Linked DNA regions of Nothobranchius furzeri: region 1 is linked to region 2. Evidence: chromatin contacts called from public Hi-C data. All regions are on one chromosome and are shown on one strand. The core of a region is the stretch at or near the end of the contact, and the rest is flanking DNA. Distances in the headings are between cores, read along the strand shown.

The links. A called contact is a pair of places that touch in the nucleus more often than the background predicts.
Region 1: a Hi-C map of skeletal muscle shows a contact between it and region 2, with 5 times the contacts expected there. The contact joins two enhancer-like sites. A contact is called at or near these places in 2 of 2 Hi-C or Micro-C datasets (skeletal muscle and tail fin).

The regions. Positions count from the first base shown.
Region 1 is chr4:71,219,803-71,224,756 of NfurGRZ-RIMD1, forward strand. sema3ab (sema domain, immunoglobulin domain (Ig), short basic domain, secreted, (semaphorin) 3Ab) reads left to right here. Exons shown (of 17, transcript XM_015964631.3): 7 at 956-1,098; 8 at 2,321-2,435; 9 at 2,519-2,588; 10 at 2,671-2,815; 11 at 2,897-3,116; 12 at 3,829-3,920; 13 at 4,013-4,054; 14 at 4,706-4,863. Among protein-coding and RNA genes, the nearest start is that of sema3ab, 25 kb to the left of the region's middle. Within about 2 kb of position 2,054, at least 1 of the 3 cell types and tissues checked has an H3K27ac peak or open chromatin away from gene starts, as enhancers often do. A contact at or near this core is called in tail fin, where this site is marked.
Region 2 is chr4:71,073,118-71,077,527 of NfurGRZ-RIMD1, forward strand. sema3d (sema domain, immunoglobulin domain (Ig), short basic domain, secreted, (semaphorin) 3D) reads left to right here. Exons shown (of 18, transcript XM_015964630.3): 9 at 1,369-1,483; 10 at 1,665-1,734; 11 at 1,820-1,964; 12 at 2,528-2,750; 13 at 2,949-3,037; 14 at 3,232-3,273; 15 at 3,915-4,069. Among protein-coding and RNA genes, the nearest start is that of sema3d, 23 kb to the left of the region's middle. Within about 2 kb of position 2,789, at least 2 of the 3 cell types and tissues checked have an H3K27ac peak or open chromatin away from gene starts, as enhancers often do. A contact at or near this core is called in tail fin, where this site is marked.

The DNA of each region.
Region 1 (4,954 bases), core at 804-3,303, 150 kb after region 2:
ACTGCTGCAAGCCACTAGAACAGGGATGTCCAAACCTTTCAAGGCAATAACCAAGAAAGTAATGTTTGAAGTCAATGGGGGCCACAAGAATGTAATTTTCTTGATTCAAAAAATGTTAACATTGTTTTGTATATATTTTTTTTTAATTTGTACTCTTCAAAATAAATCCAAAATAGGCTTATAAGTGAAAATCTGAACAAAAATACATTAGAAAGTGGCGATTTATATCAACATCCTATTGGAGAGACACAATTCATCATTCTAGAAATTCAAGTGGGGGTCGTACAACATCACTCACGGGTCTGAAAAGGCCACCGGACCGCAATTTGGACATGCCTACACTAGAAGGTGTCTCATTGTTTTATTTTATTTTTTTACTTTAACTTATTTACTTTAACTTCCAATTTAGTTCCTATGTAATTATTATACATGTCCATGACTCTAATATATAAGCAATCTAAACACATTTTAAATGATTGTTGTGCTGTGGCCTTTTAGTCATGGACTCTGTGACGGATAAAATGTATCGCTGTGACAAGAATGCAACCTAACAATGCACAACCAAAAATGACAGATTATTTTTCATGAAAATTTGAAAGAAAATCTCAGCAGTCATCAATCCTCTTCATGCTGTTTGTTACAAATTGCTAGTCTCTTACTTACTTCTGTCAAGAAGGTCTAGAACAGTGAAGCATGGCTCAAAGTACTGCAAAAACACGTATTTCTTCGGTGCGGTTCAGGTTTAAATAGAACACCTTTATCACAACAGACCTGGAGTATAAGTCTAAGTGCAAAACAGTTTCTTAAAGCCTCCAGGTTTGTCTCGAATACTGGAGTTTTCCAGTTTGTCGTTTTTAACCTGATGACTTGTAGAAATATTTAGAACGTTCAAAAGCGGTAACAGTGTACTTGTTTTCAACAGATGGATTACAATAATAGGAATGTGTTTTTGTAGAGCCAAGGTTTTTGGGCGTTCATCTCATCCCAGAAAACGACAACCCAGAAGATGACAAAATCTACTTGTTCTTCAGAGAAAACGCCATGGAGGGAGAGCACGCTGGAAAGGCTACATATGCTCGCATTGGACAGCTTTGCAAAGTGAGCATAATTCCAGACACACAGGCACCAATGCAGGCCCTAAAATGAAAAAAAAAAACAAGCAAACAACGAAGCATACATTAAATAAAACTGAAACAGACACCATTTACATCATCTAAACATTGAGAAACGTGAGTGAATGAGTATATTTTACATCTTTCAAGAGTTGTTTTATGTGATTAATTACAGCCTGGCGATCATTTGGTTATGTTGCATATGACGCAGTTGGTTACCCAAATCTTAAAGACAAATATGACATCAAAATCTGCACTATTGTCCTAATAACAAGTTTGACTTCCATGCCCAGTTTTGCACTATTTCATCTAATCTTTAAAAAAGCAGTTCCCATGTCCAGCCTTAACCTTTGGTTCAACTGCACATCACGCCTTCTTTATAACAGCCGTCTTTATTAGTCAGAATGTCAGGAATTTGCTGTCTTCAACACAAGACAGACTATTCATTATGCAAGTTGTGGTGTTAATTTGAGCCTATGCATACTTGTAGAAAGTCTAATTTACTGTCATAAATCAGCAGACGTGGAATGCATTTGTATGAGCCAGGCCTTTCTGCGCACTGTGTTTTGGATGCTGGAACACAAATGCTATACTGTGAAGCAGGAAGGGTAAAATAGTCATATTTCTGCTTGACATCTAGAAGGCTATTAACCACCATCAATAGAAGTTAGGAGAAGTGAAAGTCAATTTTTCATTTTGCCATTAACAAAGATGCTGTGTCAGGAAAACAAACCAAACATCTTCAGTAAATAAGACACTGACAGCTTCTTAAACAAGTTTGTTCAAGGAGCTGTTCGTGATTTAAATAGATGTTTAGCTAAAGAAAATGAAAAACACATAAGACAAATTGGTTTGTGATGAAATCCACTAACACATAAATCAGTCACAATGGTATGTGTGCGTTATCAGGTAGGCGTGAACGACGTCGACTGTGGCTTTGGAAATAAACTAAAATGACTTCAAAATGTTGTCACAAGCCAAACCAATCATTACAAGTTATTACAAGTTTATGTATAACCAGTTTTTCACAAAGGAACCATTAGTAGACCTTGGCTCTTTCATTTTGACTCATGTCTGTTTTAACACAGTTTTTATCGAAACATCTAACGTTATGTTTATAGCGTACATTAACAGTATAACAAGGGGAACACGTTAGTGTAATCTATTTACTTTTGCTAGTTGCCAAAAAGTAGTGTTTTGCCCATCAGAATGACCTTGGGGGTCACAGGAGCCTGGTCAACAAGTGGACGACCTTCTTGAAGGCTCGACTGATTTGCTCCGTGCCAGGCAGTAACGGGATAGACACCCACTTTGATGAACTACGTGAGTTACAACTCCTCATTCTACTCAGGTTCAGTCAGAAATGTGATACACAATGTCTGTGAATCACTGACCCTTGCTTTCAGAGGATGTTTTCCTTATGAGCACAAAGGATCCCAAGAGCCCAATCGTCTATGGAGTATTTACCACTTCCAGGTATTGTGACCTACTGGAGTTGTTTTTCTCAAATTGTTGATGACGAATTGCCTAAATCTGACTCATTCTATCTTACCCTTAGTAATGTTTTCAAAGGTTCAGCGGTGTGTATGTACAGCATGACAGACGTCAGAAGGGCTTTCCTGGGGCCATATGCTCACAGGGATGGACCAAACTATCAGTGGGTTCCCTTCCAGGGCCGTGTTCCCTACCCCCGGCCTGGAACAGTGAGTTTGTGAATTGATCTTTAAAGTTTCTCTTCATTTATTTTGTCTACTTTATAAAATCAATTTATTTTCATCCCAAAGTGCCCAAGCAAGACCTTTGGTGGATTCAATACAACCAAAGAGTTTCCGGATGAAGTCGTCACCTTTGCCAGAAGTCACCCAGCCATGTTCAACCCCATCTATCCGATCAACAATCAACCAATCGTAGTCAAAACAGACGTGGATTACCAGTTCACCCAAATAGTAGTTGACAAAGTAGAAGCTGAAGATGGCCTGTATGATGTTATGTTCATAGGCACAGGTAATATGAATGGGGAACACATTACACTGTAAACTAAAGCCTAATTTATACTTTGTCAGCTCCGTGAGGGAGAGACGCACATGCATTGACGAGACGTTTTGCTTTCAGACTTGTCCGTCAGCTGAAAAAGGGCGTAGCGCTATTCTGATGTATCCTGCCACCATTAAAGCCACTTATCTGGTCACGATAGTGTATTTACTATTGTGATTACATTGTTTCACTGTTTTTGAGAGATTTTTTTTCCCCTCATTTTCCTCCACCTCTTCATGTGATCGGCACCTCTAAACCCACGTTTCTCATCTTTCCTTTCCACAAATAAAATGCTTGCTGCATATCTTTGTACTCATGGGTGAACAAACGTTCATATTTTCAGACTTTTTCCACGATACGTTTTTTTTTTATCTGTTCTATGTCTGCCGCTAAATATCTCTTTCAGTTTTGAAGCTGCAAAGATGGTGCTGTTGACAAATGAAAACAAGAAGCAGGGTCCTGACCAATCACGAGCTTGCGGTCTCCGTCTCTTTCGATGGATATTTAAAATTCAGGGCATGTTTCCGTCTTCCTCCGCAAGCCCCTTAAGGGCTCTTGCGTCGACGCGTAATGGCATTGCGTGTGTCTGTCCCGATGCAGACGAGAAGTATAAATTAGGCTTAAGGCACACATCATGTTGGGATGTAAAAATGTAGATGTGTGTTCTTCTGTTTCATTCTAGACATGGGAACTATTTTGAAAGTTGTTTCCATTCCCAGAGGATCCTGGCATGACTTAGAAGAAGTTCTATTAGAAGAAATGACTGTATTCAGGGTAAGGATTTCTTTATGACGCAATTATTCCATGGACACTTCACATTCACCAAGAGCTCATCAATGATATATATATATTTTGCTATCTTTTAGAAACCAGTTGCCATAAAAGCCATGGAACTTTCAACTAAACAGGTACTGATGTTATTATCTCTTGTTCTGCTTTCATGACAACACAAACTACTTTTAGTGGTAAATAACAAAAAATGATGAAAACATTTGTCCAAAGTTTGTGCATTGCCAGCACCTGAAAGATAATCCTCTCTCTCTCTCTCTCTCTCTCTCTCTCTCTCTCTCTCTCTCTCTCTCTCTCTCTCTCTCTCTCTCTCTCTCTCTCTCTCTCTCTCTCTCTCTCTCTCTCTCTCTCTCTCTCTCTCTCTCTCCCTCCCTCTCTCAAGAAGACACACCTAGCTTAAGGGCAGAAAGACAGAACAATGACACGTTTGTGAGCACAGTTTAAACACTTTGAGATAAACTGCCTTGTCATCACCCAAATATCTTAATTGCTGGCTTTACTGTGACAGTTAGCTTGTCATTGTAAATGACAGGGATTTAAAAACAAGCAAGCTAATCGACAGAAGGAAGAAAAGAGTTGTGATATATTGAATGCTCTGACTACTGACTTTTGGGCCAATAATTGTTGCATTCCTTAGACACATCTCACCTGAATTTAAATCTGAACTGATTCTGCAAATATAAATATGTATATAAATATATATATAAATATATATATATTAAATAAAAACAAAATCAAAGATATAACGTTTACTTTTTTTCTATTCCAAGCAACAACTGTATCTTGGGTCAGACATCGGAGTGTCTCAGATGCCTTTACACCGCTGTGAGGTTTATGGAAAGGCTTGTGCTGAATGCTGTCTGGCAAGGGATCCTTACTGTGCATGGGATGGCACAGAATGCTCCAGATACTTCCCTATGGCTAAGAGGTATAATAAATCATCATGTTCATACATGTAAAATCCCAATAATGTAGGCTGTTATCTGCTATTGAAACACGTTGATAATATATTTGAATGC
Region 2 (4,410 bases), core at 1,539-4,038:
GCCATTTAGTCAGACATCTGATGGGTTTTTGAATGGAACCTGATGTTTGTTCCTCTATGGTTTGATGTCTGACACCCGCGACCTGAGGATGTACATCATACTCCCACATTAAATTCTAATTACTTGCAGATATTGTTCAGAATATGACTGTGTGACATTAGCTAATGCATTTGCAGCATCAACCCATCAGAAATATTTAACAGCATCAGAAATGTTCACAAGAAACATAAATTGAAAACAGTGTAGCACTGTTCATAGCAACAGCAAATCTTGCAACGCTAACAATCATAGTAGCATAAGGAAACTGCAAGTTAGCTCTTGTACCATTAGGTATGCTAACTGAAAATAAGGCTAACATTTTGCCACAGCTGGTAATTTAAAGTAAATGTAAAGTAAATTCCCTTCTTCAAGAAGAGTTTTGTTAACAGAGCACATTTTAACATGAACACGTTGCAGTGATCAGGCATTAGACGTGTCACATCTAAAACAGCCTGGTCAGAAGCATAGAATCTTTCTCAATGTCAAGGCACCTGGCGCTTTGATTACAAGGACACTGTCCTTCCTTGGTCATAGAAAATAGTTAAATGAAACAAACTTGTGTCACGTGACCATGGCTTCTGCAGTGGTCATGTAGAGTGACTTGACACTGGAGATAACATTATATTTCATACGTATAAGTTTCAATAAAAATATATAACGAGACTTTAACTTTTAAAAGTGTGTATATATTGGTTAAAAAAATGTATGCGAGTTACTACCTGCTAGCCACTGAAACAGCAACTACTAAGCAACTAACCAACCATGCATAACTTCTGTGGATCTACAAAGAAACATTTCAGATATCAGCCTGATAGCTACAATTAGTTGACTTACATTTAAACTTGAAAATTGCCCCCGAAGTCGCTGCCGGCTTCTGGTCCGCCATCCTTTTGAAAATACTGCGGTGTATTCGGGGAAATTTTTGACCAAGGCTAGGCTACAAGACACCTCCCATGTATCCTTGCTCAGCTAGCTAAACGGCTAACAAACGGGGAACAGATGCCTCAGTAGAACATGAACATTGGAACACGCCTTGGCTGTTCTTGATGACGGATCTCCTAGGCAACCGGGGTAGGACCAAGACATCAAGGCAAGGCTCCTTGGCATTAGGAAACACCCCTGGTCTACTCAGCATTTTTGACAAGACGTGTTCTATTGATTGTTCTATGACCTCTATTTTGGCAGATCATAGACGTGTTTGAACCCATCAGCTGCAGTCGTGTTTGTTGTCTTCTCATGCACAAGTTCAATAAATGAACTAGATATGGACAAACTGTTATAGATAGTCTCATGGCTATGGCGGTTTCTGACTGTGTGCATGTGTTTCAGAATGATGTTGGTGGACGCAGGAGTCTGACCAATAAATGGACAACCTTCCTCAAAGCCAGGCTAGTGTGTTCCATTCCCGGACCAGATGGTGTGAACACGCACTTTGACGAGCTCCGTAAGTGTGTGTGAGATTAAAAAGAGATTTACGCCAACAAGCAAGCTTTTATCTTTCAGTTGTGTGAGCAATTTATCAGAGGACTGACTTGCATTAGCGCAACAATTCCAGGATTCGGTCTTGGATTCATGAAAAACAGTAAGTAAATTAACCTTTACATTTCCCCATTTCATTGTTATAGAGGACATCTTCCTGCTCCCTACCACAGATGACAAAAACCCTGTTGTGTATGCAGTCTTCACAACTTCCAGGTAATTCTGTTTTCATCTCACCAACTGTGGGCTCCCTCTTTACCCCTTAACTTAACTAGATTTGTTGTTTTTGCCCTCCTTCAAGCTCCATTTTCCGTGGCTCAGCAGTGTGTGTCTACAGCATGGCAGACATTAGGGCTGTGTTTAATGGACCCTACGCTCACAAAGAGGGGCCTGACCACAGATGGGTCGAATATGATGGAAGAATACCTTATCCTCGCCCTGGAACGGTAGGGAGAACTTCATGGAGAACACATAACATATAATAGCCCTGCATTTTACCTATAGCTGCAAATTATGTTTAGAGAAATTAGGAAAAAAATACACAACTTTCTTCCAAATTGTAAAATAATAAACATGCTTCATAGAAAAGTGGAGGATTAAAGAAAGGAATGCTGAAGAAGCTGCGGGGTATGCTATCATCTGCACATGCAGCCTCATTACAGATGACCTAATCGTAGCTTTAAAGTGGTTGCATGCCATGTTAATCAGATTCTTGTTGAATTTGTTTGAAAAACTTCAATCAAGCCAGCTAAGAGGATGCATTGAAGACTTGGCTCTGTATAAATCTCAGGTGGACAGCTGAGTGACTCTTTACTTTGACTTATTATAAACACAGAAAGTAGGAGGTGCAGGAGTAACACACATGGTTCAAATTTTCTTTGCTGCCTGCAATTCATACTTTTACCACAAGAAGGAGCCACATACCTGTCAGATTATAAAGTCAAGAGATGAGCTGCTGAAATTATAGAACCTAACTTACATACCATTACAAGAAATTCTTGTTTCTTAGTGCCCCAGTAAAACTTATGATCCAAGAATCACGTCCACCAAAGACTTCCCAGACGATGTCATCAGCTTCATTCGATTCCACCCTCTGATGCACCGCTCTGTGCACCCCCTGACTGGCCGTCCCGTCTTCACACGCGTCAGAGTGGATTATACCCTGACCCACATTGTGGTGGACAAAGTAATGGCAGATGATGGACAATATGAGGTTATGTTTCTGGGGACAGGTAGGACACTTCTCAGTACTCATTTAACTTGAAGTCTTCTTCTTGAACACTAAAGGGCAGTAGAGTCACCCGTATTCTGAAAGAGGCTTTAAATGATTGTTGTTGGTCATGGAAATGGATTTGAACTTTAAAAGCTCTTTAGGTGTTTGCAGATTCACATTTAGTGAAAATATTTGTTCATTTGTGTTTCTGCTGCAGATGCTGGCTCAGTTCTGAAGGTGGTGAGCATCACTCAAGAGAACTGGTCCACAGAGGAAGTAATTCTGGAGGAGCTTCAGGTTTTCCAGGTGATCATCTCAACACAACCGGACACACAATACACACAGTTATTCTGCTTCCCAGTAGATTAAATTCTGTGGCTCTTGGTGGGGTAGCTGACTCATCAAACCGTAAAATACTCATCATGCTTTTTTGATGCAAAGTTTGCATTATTTAGTTGTTTTACTTCAAATAATAATCCAGACATTTCACTTGTTGACAGGTTTCTTCCCCTATCCTCACTCTGGAGATTTCTTCCAAACAGGTTTGTTCTCTCTGCTCTTATTGTTCCTGTGATTGGTTGTGTCTGCACAAAATCTGAGTTTCTTTCCCCTCATACAGCTTGTCTTGTGACGCTTGCCTGATGTGTCACAAGACATCCTGATTTATTAAACCTTTGCTCACACACGTGCTCAGATTCACTCCTCATCTTTAGCTGTCCTCATTCTCTTGCCTTTCCATCTCATTAACTTGAGGTCATGGGTGTCAGTAGACACTTCAGCCCCAATCACAGCTCCCATTAAGCTCCAGCATTGTTCGACTTGCATGTCCTTCTTGTCTGCTTCTTGGTGTTTACAGACTAGTCAGACCAGGTCATCTAAGTTGCAATATACAATATTCAACAAATCAGGAAGCCTGTGAAACAGAATCATGGTGATGTTTCGACACTTGGAACAAACCATTATGAGCCAGAAATGGCTTTAATTTCCACCTTTTTTCTGTAGCTTTAAAGAAAGTAATTTTAAGAATCAGTAATTGAAGAAAGTGTTATTTATGCCATTTTATGAAAGTAACTAAATGGTAGAAATGTAATGTGTGCCCATGTTATGGTTCTGATCACCCTAATGTCCTTTAATAACAGATATACTTCCTAATCTAAAGTATTGTTGTTTGTTACCATAGCAGCAGCTGTATGTGGGATCCAGAGAAGGATTAGCTCAGGTCTCTCTCAGCAGATGTCACCTGCACGGTCAAGCCTGTGCTGAATGCTGTCTGGCCCGCGATCCATACTGTGGCTGGGATGGACACACATGCTCACGATACATCCCTGCCTCTAAGAGGTTGGTCATAAATGAACTGCTTTTAGAGCCCCTCCCCCCCATTTTTAAATGATCTACTGTATAAAACCCACTTCATCACCTCAAGAGGAAAACACACACAGAAGCCCATACAATACTTGAATTTGTATCACACAGTGGGTACAGAAAGTATTCAGACCCCCATCAATTTTTCGCTCTTAGTTATTTTGCAGCCATTTGCTAAAATCAATGAAATTAATTTTCCTCATGTACACACAGCACCTCATATTGACAGAAAAACACTGAATTTTAGAAATGTATGCAGTTATTAAAAAAAAAAACTACTGAAATATCACATGGTCCTAAGTATTCAGAGCCTTTGC